Linked DNA regions of Mus musculus: regions 2, 3, 4 and 5 are each linked to region 1. A link is a contact called in public HiCAR-type and promoter capture Hi-C data. All regions are on one chromosome and are shown on one strand. The core of a region is the stretch at or near the end of the contact, and the rest is flanking DNA. Distances in the headings are between cores, read along the strand shown. Region 1 holds the start of Ndufv3 (NADH:ubiquinone oxidoreductase core subunit V3). Region 2 holds the start of Wiz (widely-interspaced zinc finger motifs). Region 3 holds the start of Akap8 (A kinase (PRKA) anchor protein 8). Region 4 overlaps Brd4 (bromodomain containing 4). Region 5 holds the start of Notch3 (notch 3).

Region 1 (2,661 bases), core at 50-2,549:
ACCTCTAAAGCATGCAAGTGTCCCCTGGAGACAAGAGTAGGTGAAGAAGGACAATTATTTGTGTGGTAGATCGAGCTTCTTCTCAGCCCACAGTGTCCGTAGCAATCTCATGTCACAGAAACCTTTCCCATTCTCAGATCTAGAAGATGCTCTCACATGGGCTGTCTCCAGTCTTCAGAGGCCTGCAATGCACTCTGTCTCTGGAGCCTGAACACTCCTTGGAGCTCCCGTCATGCCATTGTCCCCCTGACAGCCTGGACACAGCATTAACAGCTCTAATATTTTTTTTTCTTCTCAGTAATTCATTTCATTGTTCTGAATCCTTTCACTGACATTGAATTTTCCTTGGTGGAAAATTGGAGGTATAGACATAACCATCTATGTGAAATACTTACTGTGCACTGGGCAAACGTGTGCGAGGGGCCACCAATCAATCAGTGGGAAGAGGAATTCCAATAACACATACTGTAACACAGCTGTGCCTTAGATATGGTTCTCCAAAAAGCTTTGTGTGTTAAAGGCTTGGTCCTCAACTGGTGAAGTTGGGTGTGCATGTGTGTGAGTATATATATATATATGTGTGTGTGTGTGTGTGTGTGTGTGTGTGTGTATAATAGGGACAAATGACAGGTACTTTTCTTTCTCCTCCCCCCCCCCCACACTTAATTGTTATATATAAGTATACTGTAGCTATTTTCAGACACCAGAAGAGGGCATCAGATCTCACTATAGAGGGTTATGAGCCACTATGTGGTTGCTGGGATTTGAGCTCATGACCTCTGGAAGAGCTGTCAGTGCTCTTAATCGCTGAGCCATCTCTCTAGCCCCAAGTTTATCTATTGATTACAAACAATCTTTACAGTTACTCTGTAAAAGAGCAGGCTGTCTTTGAACTAGCCCTACTGCTGGTATGGTAGGTGGGCACCTCCATGCCCAGCTTCTGGTTTGTTTGTTCAAGACCACGCCCCTACTGGGCAAGCGCACTACCACCGAGTTGTATCTCCAAGAAACAACAAACTCACAAAGATCTCACCAAACACAGAAGTCTCTCAAGTCGAACCAGAAACGCAAAGGACATGATTCTAGCTGTGCAATTTTGGTAGGTTACAGACCAGAGTTAAGGGCGAGATCAGGGCAAGGTGGGCAGGCCCAAATCGGAGGGGCGGGACTTTCAGCGGGATCTACCCAGGGGAGGACCCCACGCTTTCCCGAACCCGGAATTGGTGGACTCAGTTAGGGGCGTGGCCTTAAGGAGCCCTCCCAGAATGCGCGCGCAAACGCTTGGGTCCACCATGGTGTGCGATTGGTGAACGTGGACGCGGGGCGGAGCCTGGGGTGGTGCGTGTGCACAAGTAGGTCACGTACCTAAGTGCGACCTCCGCTCTTGGCATTTGTGCCATGGCGGTCTCTCTCCTCCTGCGGGGAGGACGGATCCGGGCGCTGAAGGTAAAGGGCTAACGGGCGGGACATACCGGGCCCTTAGCCTGACCCTTAACTGCACCCGTGGGCCCGGTGCGGAGAGGGGTCCTAGGGCCTGTGCTCACCTGACCCGGACAGAAGGGTTTTCTCTGCAGGAGTGAAACCGAGTCACTGAGGCTGTTTTTAAAACGAAACCTGGCTTTCTCTGCAAAACTAGTATTGGGTTTTGTTTGGGTTGGGTTCGGTGGATGGAACCTAGGGCCCTGCGCTTGCTTGTCAAGAGCTGTCATTGAACTGGCCCCAAAGCAGGAAATGCTCACAGCAATATAAAATACAGGTGACAGAGGGCTCCCGTCGTCAAATGGGCACTGTTTAATTATTCCTTCAGGTATATTGCTCCCAGCGATTTTTTTCCAGCGTGTATCGGTACACATAATTTGTACACACACGGAGAATCATCAGTATAAATAGAAGTTTTCCGGTTCTTTTGCTCCACCCCCCAACCCCCTCCCTAGCATGAAGCATCCTAGGATCTAACACATACCTTAGCGGTTGCCGGCTGAATTACAATAAGATTCTTCTCAAATTGTAACACTTCTGAAGCAATTATCTACATCCTATTTACTAGTAGATAGTGTTTCTGCAACTTTACTAACTGTAGGGAGATAATTTTGCAAAAAGAAACATAGTATTTTGTAAAGTAACAAAATAGCCAGTAGAGTAAACTGGCTGCCCTGTATTAAGACCCAGGAGTCTTGGGCTGAGAGCCAACTGGGCCTTGCATCCAGGATCCAGGCCTGAGTGTTACAGCCGGCATGATGGCTGCCATCCAGAGGCCAGCACTTCCCTCCCCCCTCCCCCATGCTAACACAGGCTCCCCCCCTCCCCCCAACACAGGTCTGTCTAACTGAGGCTTTGCAGGACACGTGACAGCAAGAGCTTTTCTCAGAAGCATCTGTCTCCCATCCTCCCAACCCCTGAGCCCCAGGTTTCTGCAGAACATAGAACCAGGCTCTTCTCCAAGATATCCTGAAGCTTTGTATAACGAAGCTGGCAAAGTCTTTATTTTTAATAAAAACTTTCCAAGTGCCTATTTTGGGAAATTTCTGCAAAGATTAGGGAAATAAAGTTGTTTTCATTTACCCAGATGCTAATAGTGATTTTCCTGGAACTTGGGGTATATTTTTCTTGCAGCTTTTGGGGTATTTGTCAGAGCATTCATAATTCCCATATGTTATGACC
Region 2 (2,661 bases), core at 43-2,542, 870 kb after region 1:
CTATAAAGAACAGAATAAAACAAAGAAGGAAGAGGGGTGTAAGGCCACACTACTGACTTCACCCCTCAGGGTTTTGAATTTCCCATTCCTAACATGAGATACTAAATAACGGAGGCTCTTCCGACAAAGGTTCTAAGTATGATGTGAATTGAGAAGACAAAGAACTTGGCATGTAGGAACCACAGAAGAGGTGCTCGGAATTTATTAGAAGGCCAAGTTTTGGGGGACCAGCCACACCAGATTCCTGTTAAGTCCTTAAACATACCAGGCTCCTCCCCTCTGCAGGGCCTTTGCCCATGCTGTCCCGCCACCTGCTGGGCACGTCCCACCACTCATTCTGTGCTGTGCCTCAAACACCACTGTGTCAGGTGGCTTTTCCTGGAGCGCCCAGCCATGGTCCTGGCACTCAGTTTAATATCTGCATAGCCTGCATAACCTGCCCTTATGACATCTGCTCAGTCGTTCCTTGTCCACCTTCCCTTCTGGAATGCCAACCCCTGGAGGACAGGGACTTTTGTCTCTTTATGATTATTTCCCCAGCACCCAGAACAGAAAGTGGCACAGCAGGTGCTCAGTGTTTAATAAACGAACAACAAATTGTGAGGTGGGGACAGTGTGAGCTAGCCTTGTATGGGGTAAATCAAGATGGAAAGAGGCAACTCGAATCTCCCCAGACTTTACCTTACCACTAGAGGGCACTCGCTCAGGAGCTCCACTCCATCAAGACTGCAAGAAGGAACAAGTGGGCTTTGGGCAAAGAGCTCAGGGTACTGACATGGGATTTGGATACAGCTGGTGTCCAGCTTAGAGAGGAAAGCCAGGACACTACAAGTATGAATCCCAGTTTCTTACATCCAGTCATGGGCTCCCAAGACATCTGTTTTCATAAGGGCAAACTGAAAAGCGGTACGTGGAGCACTAAAGGAGGCTATGTGCATCGAACAGAATTCCAATTGCAACTCAGCCCCTGCTGGGTGGGGTGACCTGACTCTCTCTGGGCCTGGGGGACCAAGTGGGAAGCTTCTTTAGGGCCACAGAGCCCTCTTACCAGAAATGCCACTTCTGCCATCCAGAATGTCTCGAGGGCCTTCTTTGGTGATTGGCAGGTAATGAGAAGATGGAAAGATATCACCTTCCCCCTCAGCAGCCTCAGCCCCACTCTCGATGTCCTCTCTTGGAGCGGGGCCTCGAGGATGATCCGGGGCAGCCAGGCCACCTGCCAGTAACCCCTCCATGGGTGCCAGCCGTGAATCTTCACTCAGTACCTGGCAGGTTCAGCAGGACATTGTGGGCCTGGAGACAAAGACAAGGAAGACCTTAAGAGAGTAAGAAGAGAATTCTGTTTGTTCTCCCCTCTCTCAGAACCCTAGTCCTCTCCTTCAAAGCCTATGGCCTCAGTTTGTCTCTTAGTTGAAGTGAGGGGTTAAGTGGTGTTGAGGTTCCATTCACTCCTATTATAATCCAATCACCTCTACTGGGAGCGAGTCTCAGTACACTAAAGCGTTCTCTTTCCCCAGCTTCTTCACAGCCTCCATTCACCACAGTTACACACGCACATTCAGTCACCTCAGCCCTCCCTCATCACTCCTTCCACCTCCACCTATTCCTCCCATGGCTCACTCACAGCTTCACCGTGTCCAGCTGCTTTCCTGTGACTGCATAACCTACAGCCATGCCTCCAGTTTCCAGGGTCCCCGCTCTCTCCCCAGTGCAGGGTCTCGAGGGCCCCCATCTTTGCCCTTATACTTTACTCACTTCTGTTGCCCCGTATCAATTACCCCTACACTTTTCCAACATTCACATCCTTCTCCCTACCCAGGAATGTAGGGTTATTAACCCCTTAGCCTCTCCACACGCTCAAGTGACCCCACCATTAACCCTTTCCCTTCTCTTAGCATGATCTCTCATGCATACCAAGCCTGGGCTCCTCCACCCTGCCACCTTCCAATAGTATTGCTTGCATCCTCCACCGATATTGGTTGTTCTGGCCCGAGGATGAAAAGGACCGATGGGGCTCCTGTTTCAGAAATAAGGACCCTGGGGGGGAGGAGGGCGATTGTCCTCTCCACCTATAAATACCTTCAAGGTAGAGCAGAAAGTGAAGGGCAGGAATGAGGCGCTCTCCCCAGGGAGATGGTGGTGAGGCCCGGCCCAGGCAACCGGGGCGGGGCCGGGGCTCCAGGCCTGGTAGCAGGCGTTGCCCTCGAGGGCCTGGGCGCTCCCGGGGGGCCCTACACAGGGTGGGTTGACAGTCTTGGCTGGAGGGGTCCCTGCCCAGGCCTGGAGAAAGCACCTGCGGGTGCCCACTCGGGTAGGCACTGCTGGCGGGGATCGGGCAGGACCGCAACTTCGGAGCACTTTGGCAGCTTGGGGAGGGGGCTCCAGTCCAGATGGTCGTTCCCTACCCCACCTCCCGCAGGGGTCGCAGAGGTAGGGGCGGCGCTGCGCGGACGCACCCTGCGGGGAAGCCAGGGTCCCCAGGATGCGCCCTTCGCCCGTGCACCTCGGGGCGGGAGACCCCGCGGGACGAGCTGAGGTGGGGGGGGAGACACCTGCCTCGAGACCCCCGATCCTCCCCCCACCTGTACAGCCCCGCCCCCTGCAGGCCCCGCCCCTGCAGGCCCCGCCCCTCCCCCGCCCCAGGGGGTCCCGCCCGGCCCG
Region 3 (2,661 bases), core at 42-2,541, 800 kb after region 1:
ATACCCTAACTGTATCTGTAAAATTATTGGCTGGTAGAAAGTGGGAGTCACCATGAAGTTCCCTAGACCAAAGAAGTATAGCAGGGTTGTGACAGGTATCTATCTGGTGGAAAGGCTAAGAATGGAAGACATAGATCTAGGATCCCAAAGGCAAAGAGCACTAGGCTGATACCCAAGCACACGTGTTCATCACACCTCAGGCCTCTCTGGCAAGTCCAATTCTAGGGATCTTGTTACTCTGCTGCCTCTCAAGATCCCTTCCTTAGCCGCCAGAAGCCACTAACCACTCCCTGTGCCCACTTCCAACCCCATTCCACATGTTCCAACTATCTCCTGCGGGTAAATCTCCGTACAGAGTCAAGGCCTCCCAGGAGATTAAAAGCAGATAGCTCGAGAACCGACGCCTAATTACGAAAAGTTGCTGACATTTAGGTTAGGAAAGGCAACGTTCCCGCTTCCGCAGACCCCCGTAATGTTACAGTCCAGAATCCCAGCCCCTCAGGCAGCACACCTCCCACGAGCACCTCACGCCGCGTACACTGCAGAGACCCAGCCAGGTTTTCCCAAAAAGCTGCACCGGGTGTAGCCGCAGTGCACAGCTGGGCCGATCGCGCGCTGCCCGTAAGCCTTCAGAAAAGCGAGCCCGGGGACACGAGCTCTCAAGGACGACCTGCGGAGGATGAGCTGAGACTCTCTCCTCGCTACGGCCGCCGCAACCCAGCCGGACCTCAACCCCCTCCACCCCCCGCTTCCTCAGCGTTCGCTTTAGCCCCGCCCCTGGAGCCGCCATTTTGTGGCGTCTTCGGAAGAGAAGGCGGGACTGAGACCGCTCGGGTCCTGGGGTCCCGCAGCGATGAGAGCCACTCGGCTTGCACAGTGAAAGCGGTCCAGAACGCATCCAGAAACCGGCCACAGCGTCGGCCTTCGCGCCTCATCCGCACCCCCCGCCCCGAGTCCTACCGGCCAATCCACGCGCGGCGCTTCGGGAACGATTGCGCAGAGGCCCAATAAGGGAAGCGCGCGCGTCCGGGACAACTCCACACAGAACCGGGCTGCGGCAAGTGCGTTCCGGCTGCAGGCTAAGCCCGAATACCACATGCGCCAGGGTCTCCCGTGGTGAAGAAGAGCCCACACTAACCTCCGTAGCCTTGCTCCATGTCTGCGACGCGACCCGCCAGCAGATCCTTGTCTTAGATTCGCTCAGAACGCATGCGTTCAACGTGCTGTCTGCTACTGGAAGACGAAGAGCGTACGTCTCTTTCTGGGCGCTACCATTGGTTGCTCAAATGGGCCCGCCCCCGCCGATCCGCCCAGCCTTCCGGGTTGCAAATCTACAGCATCTCGGGAGTTGTGCCTCAAGGGTAAGCTAGTGCGCAAGAGCGTCCAGGTCCGCGCACGCGTGAGCGGTTCTAGCGCGTTTACCCGCGCGCAGGCGCACTTCTAGGGGCCCGCCCTCACCACAGCACAAACGAAGACCTCAGATGGGAAAGCACTTTATTAGGCTGGACTTCCAGCCTCGGCCACGGGAGCCCTGCCGGGTAAGGGTTATGGACCCCCACCGCCCTCCTCGTCGTCTTCCATGTCGAGGCCCGGGATCCCGCGGATCTGACACTGCAGCGCTCCGCCCAGCAAGGGTACAGGGCTCTCCTCCTCTTCTGGTGGTGGCGGAGGTGGCGGTGTTGTAGTCCCTGGGGCGGGCTCCAGGGGCACGGGGGGCTGTGCCGGCACGCCCTCTGTGAGCTCTGTCGCTTCGCTTGGTGCCCCTTCATCCAGAGCGCCAGCCTCCACCTCGTCTTGTTCCTTTTCCTCCTCTGGGTTGTCAGTGAAAGGATTCTCGCCCTGTAGAGATGGATAGAGACTTTAATGGGAGGTAGGAATCACTGGGATAGAATGGGGACCAGGCTCACACAAAGGTCAGGACTAGGACAGTGCTTTCGCCTTTGCCTCACCTTCAGATATCGCTCCAGCTTCTTGCTAATGAGCTTGTTGTTGAGAATACTGCGGGCCACCATAAGCGAGGACTTCTTGGACTGCTCCATCATAAGCTATGGGCAGGGCAGACAGGGCTGGTGAGGCTGCTCTAGGAATCCAACAAACCCAGCTGAGGTTCAGATTCACCAATAACTAGTCCTAGTGTCTGTAAGTGACCTTGGGCGTAATTCCAGTCAGTCTGGACAGGCATGCAAGGAACTAGGATTCGATCTGATCACCCACACCTTATTTGCTGTTTGAAACCTGATCTGCTTACATAGAAACTATAGTAAGTACTGGACTTAGTGGCACAGGCCATGTAACTCCAGGACATTAAAGTGGAAGGCCTACCTGGACTACAGAGTTTAACGGTTTACATGGTTTGACTATGTCTCAGAAAATAAAAGACGGCTGGGAGCTAGAGAGATGGCTCAGCGTAAAGGACTTGTTAGTATTTCAAAGACTCAGGTTCATTTTCTGCCACCTACAAGGTGGCTGACAACAATCTCTAATCTAGTTCCCAGGAATATGAAGCCCTCTTCTGGTTACCACAGGCACCAGGCATGTGAATAGTGAGCATATGTGCAGGCAAAACATACAAGAAAATAAAAAATAAAAAAATAAAACGTAAAAAGGGGGAGGGGGCCAGCTGGAGATAATATAATAATTTGATGATAGAGTGCTTTCTTA
Region 4 (2,661 bases), core at 97-2,596, 760 kb after region 1:
CATATGTAGCTCAGAGTGAACTTTTTAATCCCCCTGCCTTACACTCTCTAGTATTGGAAATACAGGCATGTACTACCACATCTGGCTAATGAGTAACAAATTTCCTTTTGCTGCAACTAGTTTTTTTCATATGTTTTTATGATATTGGGGACTGAAACTTGGGTCTCACCCATGTCACATCAGTCTCCTACCACTGAACTATAAACGTAAGCCCATCCCAAGTTACTTATATTTCAAAGAAACCTAACAAAAGACTGTTTTTGTCTGTTTGGTTTTGGTTTTTCAAGACAGGGTTTGTCTGTGTTAAGAGCTCTTGCTGCTATCCTGGATTCACTTTATAGACCAGGCTGGCCTGGAACTCAAGAGATCTGCATGCCTCTGCCTACCAAGTATGCCACTACAACTGGCCAAGACTTTCTTAACAGAAGTTACATTAAGTGGATATGATTAGACAAATGGCTCAGCAGTCAAAAAGAGGGTTTCACTACTAGTCTGTAATTACTACAATGCTCTCTTCTGAATTACAAGGACTAGGGTTATATATGTGGCACACTAACATGCTCAGGAGTACAAATATACAACAATATAATTATTCATATATATATGAACAAACAAACAAAGAATTACTGTTGGGTGAGGTGACAACATTTGTCCCTGCACTCAGAAAGCTATTGAAGCATTGCTGAGTTTAGATGCCAACCTGGGTTATAGAGATCATACCTTAAACAAAAAGCAACTCTCTTCAACTCTCTTTCCCTCAATCTCCAGTCTATACAACCTAACTTTTACTCTATTTTATACACAAGAAACGGAGTCCTGGGAGATCAGAGTAGCCCAAGAGCAGCTACCCTGTATGACTCCACCACCCAACCACATTGGCAGGCTCTATATTCCACGTGGTTCTCATTTCAGCCACACAGTATAATAATCGGCTCCCATAAAATACACTCTTCCTCAAAGTGTATGCCAACTATTTCAGATAAAAGTCCTCAAATTTAAGTCCTATTTTAACTAGTCTTCTTCCTGGTTTTTTTTTTTTTTTTTAACACTTGAAGTCATGTGTCTTATTGCCTGAGGAAGGACAACTGGGGATATTAACCATATTCAAGGACACAGGAATTACTAATTAGTATTTCTGGAAATTGCATAATACCAAGCCCAACAATACCTCTCCCCTGGCACTATCTTCACAAGATACACAAGTCTCTTGATGTAACAGCAGCTAGAAACAAGCAATCTCGACCTTGAATGGAAACCAAGAAAAGTAGAGTGGCCACTGCAAAGACCCCGACAATAGTCCCAGTCCTTTCCAAAACAAATACTACTGGTTTCCACCTTCCAAACCCAACGGAGAGCAGTACAGCATAGTAATACAAATAAATACAGTAAGAGGCACTCTCAAACTCAGCCATACATAAGAGTGCCACCCTGTTCCACATCAAGGCTTAGGAATACTGATCCCATTTTATAAGTCAGAACTGTGGCTTACAGAGAGAACACAATTTGGACAGGCACAGGTCTGAACCCTGACAGTGAGCTCCACAGCTATCTAGAATGCTACCCAACTAAGACCATTGCTTCCTGCAGCAAAGTTCCAGAGCCTTTGTACACTGGAAGGGCTAACATGATTTTCTTTACAGAAGGGGGAGGCGATAACACCATTTAGATAGTACACTATTAATCATAGCACTCAGGAGATGCAAATTTACTCAATTCCTCAAGTGGTCAGTTGTTTTGTTTTTGTTTTAAGACAGGGTCTCAACTATATAGCCTTGATTGGCCTGCAGACTGTCTGCCTCTGCCACCTTTATATCATCTCCTACATTAGTCTCTACTGAAATTTGCTAGAATGGAGACAAAAAGAACCTGGATGGTGGTATCTATTCTCTGGGACCTGCCTAGAAAACCAAGACCTACTCATCAGAGTGCTTATTTCTAGTTGTGGACATACCCCATCTTCTTCCTACCTTTCTTTATCCTATAGAATGCAAGAAGACAGCAAATACCTTAAGAGGGTACTGGAGAGAAGGTTCAGCAGTTAAGAGCACGGACTGCTCTTCCAGAGGTTCTGAGTTCAGTTCCCAGCAACCACATGGTAGCTCACAACCATCTGTAATGGGATTTGATGCCCTCTTCTGGTGTCTGAAGACACAGTTTACTCATATAAAGCAAATAAATTAAAAAGAAAAAAAGAAAAAAAAAAAAAAAAAGAGGGCACTGGATTGATAAGATCTGTGCCAGGAAGACACTTATTTTAATGCAAAATGAGCCATCTCACCAGCCCTAGAGTCACCATTCTTAAAGCATTCAGATAGCAGGGCCTCTGATCTCAAGACCAGGAGACTGGATTAGGGGTAGGAGAGTGGGGGGTGGATGGGGCTTACTCTGGCAAGATCAAGTGCCAAGAACATTCTATTTTCTCATAGAAATAGCCCTGAGAACCCATCTAAGAAAAGACATTTTGTAGTCACACAACTGTCATTTATGATATAAAAGAAAATGTTAAAACCTCACTAGTATAAATAAGACACTGCTAAATTCAGACAAAAATGGAAATGTATGTAGTCTTTCTAGAAGAGTAACAATGGAAGGATTTCAAATACACACTTTTTGATCTAGTGGTCTTATTCCTAGAGATGAAAGAGAAAAATCTGAAAACCA
Region 5 (2,661 bases), core at 76-2,575, 650 kb after region 1:
TTCTATGTGTGACAGGCCATGAGTCTGCACTGGCCCCGCGGGGGCGGTGGCTCCTGCCCAGTCCTGCCTAGTAGAGCCTAGAGGCTAAGCCACTCTCTATGCAACTCTCACCCGGCCCAGCACTGAGTCCCACCATAGGAGCCCTAGAACCCCTGGCCACAGCCAACTGCCTATGCCCCTCCCCCGCTGATCAGGCCTCCCGGGGCAGGGGTGGGGGCGCCCCCTCAGTCCCCGCTCTGGCCCTTCGTGGGTCCCGCTTTGTCTGGCAAAGAAAGCGTGAGGCCGGCCGGGGGGAGGGGGTGTCTAGACGGCGAAGCCATTGTCCCGAGCGGGGGAGGGGAGCTCAGAGTGGAGGAAGAGGGGAGGGGGGCCCAGGCATGCTGGGGAGGGGCTGCGGCCACAGGGATGGGGGCCCAGAAGCTGGAGATGAGCACGTGGACCTCGCCCCTTCTCCTCCCGGCACAGAGACGGGGTCCCGAGACTACGGGATCCCGGCGGCCTGAAGAGGGATCGGGCGGCACGCGGGGGAGGGGGCGCGGGCTTCGCAAGGGCTCCAGCTCCTGCTTCTCGCGCTCCAGCGCCGGGTCTTGCAGCTCTCCAACATGAGACGTTTTCTCCGAGTTCAGAGCTCCGAGAACTCCGCGCCCCCTCCTTGTCCCCCCCCCCCCTTCACGGCCCGCCCGGGATAGGGGAGGCGCTTTTGTGCAAGGGGTCCTAGGCCTTGGGGGGTCCTTGAGCCCCCATCCTAACCTTCCCAGGACTCCAGGCAGAAGTAGGATGGGGTGAGCCTGAAACTTTTGGTACACCTCGCTTCCGAATTTCAGCCCCAGATTCCCACAACTCCAGCTCCTACTCTTGGACTCTTGATTCATTCAAGGGTCTCGATTCCTTGGGCCTCTAGGATCCTGCCTTCCCATCATGAATCTGTGCGAACCCCATGACTGATACACACCCCCAGCTGCTGCATCTCTGCCCCGGCTTTAATCCTGGGGGGGCAGGTCCTCTAAATTCCAAACTTAGGAGAATATATATATATATATATATACTTTTTTTTTTTTGCTTCCCCGCCCCTGCAACCCCAGTCCCACCCTCCGAGTCCCTGATCCCTCACCTGCAGCCCCCAGCCCCGCTAGCAGCAGCAGCAGGGGCAGCGCCCGCATGGGCGGTGGTGGCGGTGGCAAGGCCATCAGGCGACGACGGCGGCGGCGGCCCCGGGCCCCCAGCCCCATGGCGGCCGGCCACGACCCTCCCTCCTCCCTCCTCCCTCTTTCCCAGGGCTCCGGGCACGTCCCGGGCCAGCCTCCGCGCCGCCAACTTCGCCGAAGTGAGGCTGTCGGGCTGCCCCGCCCCCAGGCCTGGGCGGCTCGCCCCGCCCCGGGGCCGGCTCTGAGCGCCCCCGCCCCCTGCCCGGCCTCCTGGGGTCCGACCCTTCTACCCGCCAAGCCTGGGACTTGCAGACCTCGGTACACTCAGGTCTGCCACAAGAGATGCGGGCTTAACCTGCGTGACGTGACAGGTATCCAGCTCGTGAGCACATCCATCCTTATCCTCCAGCACACAACCAAAGCCAGGGCTCACACACACAGTCATGACACAAACGCAAACACCCCTGACTCCAAACCCTCTAAACCTGGGTGTAGAGAGGCCAATGAACAAAAGTAGCCGCACCCATGCAAACCATATAGAAGTTTCATGGGGACACTAAACATCAATCACCTCAAAACTCAGGCTCCAACTGCGCCACAAACCCGGGCGGGCAGCATTTACAATCTGGCCAGGGGTTTCGTGGATATGAGTCTCATGTACCTGTGTGCAGCTCTCCTACAATGTGAAGATCACAAAGGTCTACCGAAGAGGGAAAGGTGCTTGCTGCCAATCACAGACACCCGAGTTCAATTCCTGGGCCTCCCATGCTAAAATAAAAAAACCAACACATACATTGTCTTCTGACTGCCACATGTACCCCGTGATACACATGCACTCCTACACACACTGTGCTCGAATGCTTGCACGCACGCGCGCGCACACACACACACACACACACACACACACACGCTTATGTGCGCAAGAAATAAGATAAAATACTTTGTAAAAAAAATCCACACCAGCTCCTAGCACATCCCACACTCTACATGGTTTTACCATGAGGCCTATCATTTCGTTGCCATTCACTGAGTTTTACATCCAGGAGACCTGCAAAGGCTCTGAACACTCCCTCTGTGTGAAGTGAGAATGGAAGCTCTAGAGGTGCATTCAGGGGAAATCTCAGGAGTCGGGTGAAGGGTGCCGTTCTTGAACATCTCCATCACTAGGAGACCAAAGGACTGAAACAGAGGACCCATATAATCCTGGAAGGGCATACACAGACACTCCTGTAGTGGGAGGAGAGAACAACTTCCACAAGTTGTCCTCTGATCTCTACATTGTAGAGGGCCCATCTCCCCTCCCTGCCGCGCCCCCCCCCCCAACTGGCTACATAATAAATAAGTGTATTTTTGTTAATTGGGGAAGATGTCATGGTTCACACGGTCTCCAGAGGCAAAGGCAGATAGATCTGTGAATTCAAAGCCAGCCTGGTCTACCTAGCAAATTCCAGGACAGTCACGGATACACTTTTTAAAGATTTATTTGTGTGTGTGTGTTTCTCTGTGTGTGTGTGTG

What was found. Promoter capture Hi-C pulls out the DNA fragments that hold promoters and counts their contacts. HiCAR-type assays count read pairs that join an accessible place to other places.
Region 2: a contact with region 1 is called in a promoter capture Hi-C map of pre-B cells, with 3 times the contacts expected there. The contact joins the promoter of Wiz here to the promoter of Ndufv3 in region 1. A contact is called at or near these places in 3 of 39 promoter capture datasets (the 3T3-L1 cell line and pre-B cells) and 1 of 9 other capture datasets (liver).
Region 3: a contact with region 1 is called in a promoter capture Hi-C map of liver, with 2.7 times the contacts expected there. The contact joins the promoter of Akap8 here to the promoter of Ndufv3 in region 1. A contact is called at or near these places in 3 of 39 promoter capture datasets (the 3T3-L1 cell line, hippocampal neurons and liver), 1 of 484 Hi-C or Micro-C datasets (the G1E-ER4 cell line), 3 of 115 datasets of contacts at active chromatin or transcription factors (embryonic stem cells, memory CD8 T cells and pancreatic cancer cells) and 1 of 9 other capture datasets (liver).
Region 4: a contact with region 1 is called in a promoter capture Hi-C map of liver, with 2.1 times the contacts expected there. The contact joins the enhancer-like site here to the promoter of Ndufv3 in region 1. A contact is called at or near these places in 6 of 39 promoter capture datasets (the 3T3-L1 cell line, the C10 cell line, cranial neural crest and 3 more), 2 of 484 Hi-C or Micro-C datasets (B cells and CD8 T cells) and 2 of 115 datasets of contacts at active chromatin or transcription factors (extraembryonic endoderm stem cells and large pre-B cells).
Region 5: a HiCAR-type map of astrocytes shows a contact between it and region 1, with 2.7 times the contacts expected there. The contact joins the promoter of Notch3 here to the promoter of Ndufv3 in region 1. A contact is called at or near these places in 1 of 39 promoter capture datasets (HPC-7-derived erythroid cells) and 2 of 115 datasets of contacts at active chromatin or transcription factors (astrocytes and bone marrow-derived macrophages).

The regions. Positions count from the first base shown.
Region 1 is chr17:31,518,816-31,521,476 of GRCm38.p6, forward strand. It overlaps Ndufv3 (NADH:ubiquinone oxidoreductase core subunit V3), which reads left to right and starts at 1,300. Exons shown (of 4, transcript NM_030087.2): 1 at 1,300-1,446. The coding sequence starts at 1,399. It also overlaps a transcript of Wdr4 not described here.
Region 2 is chr17:32,386,525-32,389,185 of GRCm38.p6, forward strand. Wiz (widely-interspaced zinc finger motifs) reads right to left here and starts at 1,293. Exons shown (of 11, transcript NM_001372227.1): 1 at 1,049-1,293. The coding sequence starts at 1,235.
Region 3 is chr17:32,319,947-32,322,607 of GRCm38.p6, forward strand. Akap8 (A kinase (PRKA) anchor protein 8) reads right to left here and starts at 1,292. Exons shown (of 14, transcript NM_019774.5): 1 at 1,139-1,292. The coding sequence starts at 1,157. It overlaps Akap8l (A kinase (PRKA) anchor protein 8-like), which reads right to left. Exons shown (of 14, transcript NM_017476.2): 13 at 1,950-2,045; 14 at 1,478-1,839. The coding sequence ends at 1,546.
Region 4 is chr17:32,274,560-32,277,220 of GRCm38.p6, forward strand. The region is part of intron 1 of Brd4 (bromodomain containing 4); the gene reads right to left. Among named protein-coding and RNA genes, the nearest start is that of Brd4, 8.2 kb to the right of the region's middle. Within about 2 kb of position 1,347, at least 12 of the 459 cell types and tissues checked have an H3K27ac peak or open chromatin away from gene starts, as enhancers often do. A contact at or near this core is called in liver, where this site is marked.
Region 5 is chr17:32,165,565-32,168,225 of GRCm38.p6, forward strand. Notch3 (notch 3) reads right to left here and starts at 1,326. Exons shown (of 33, transcript NM_008716.3): 1 at 1,112-1,326. The coding sequence starts at 1,229.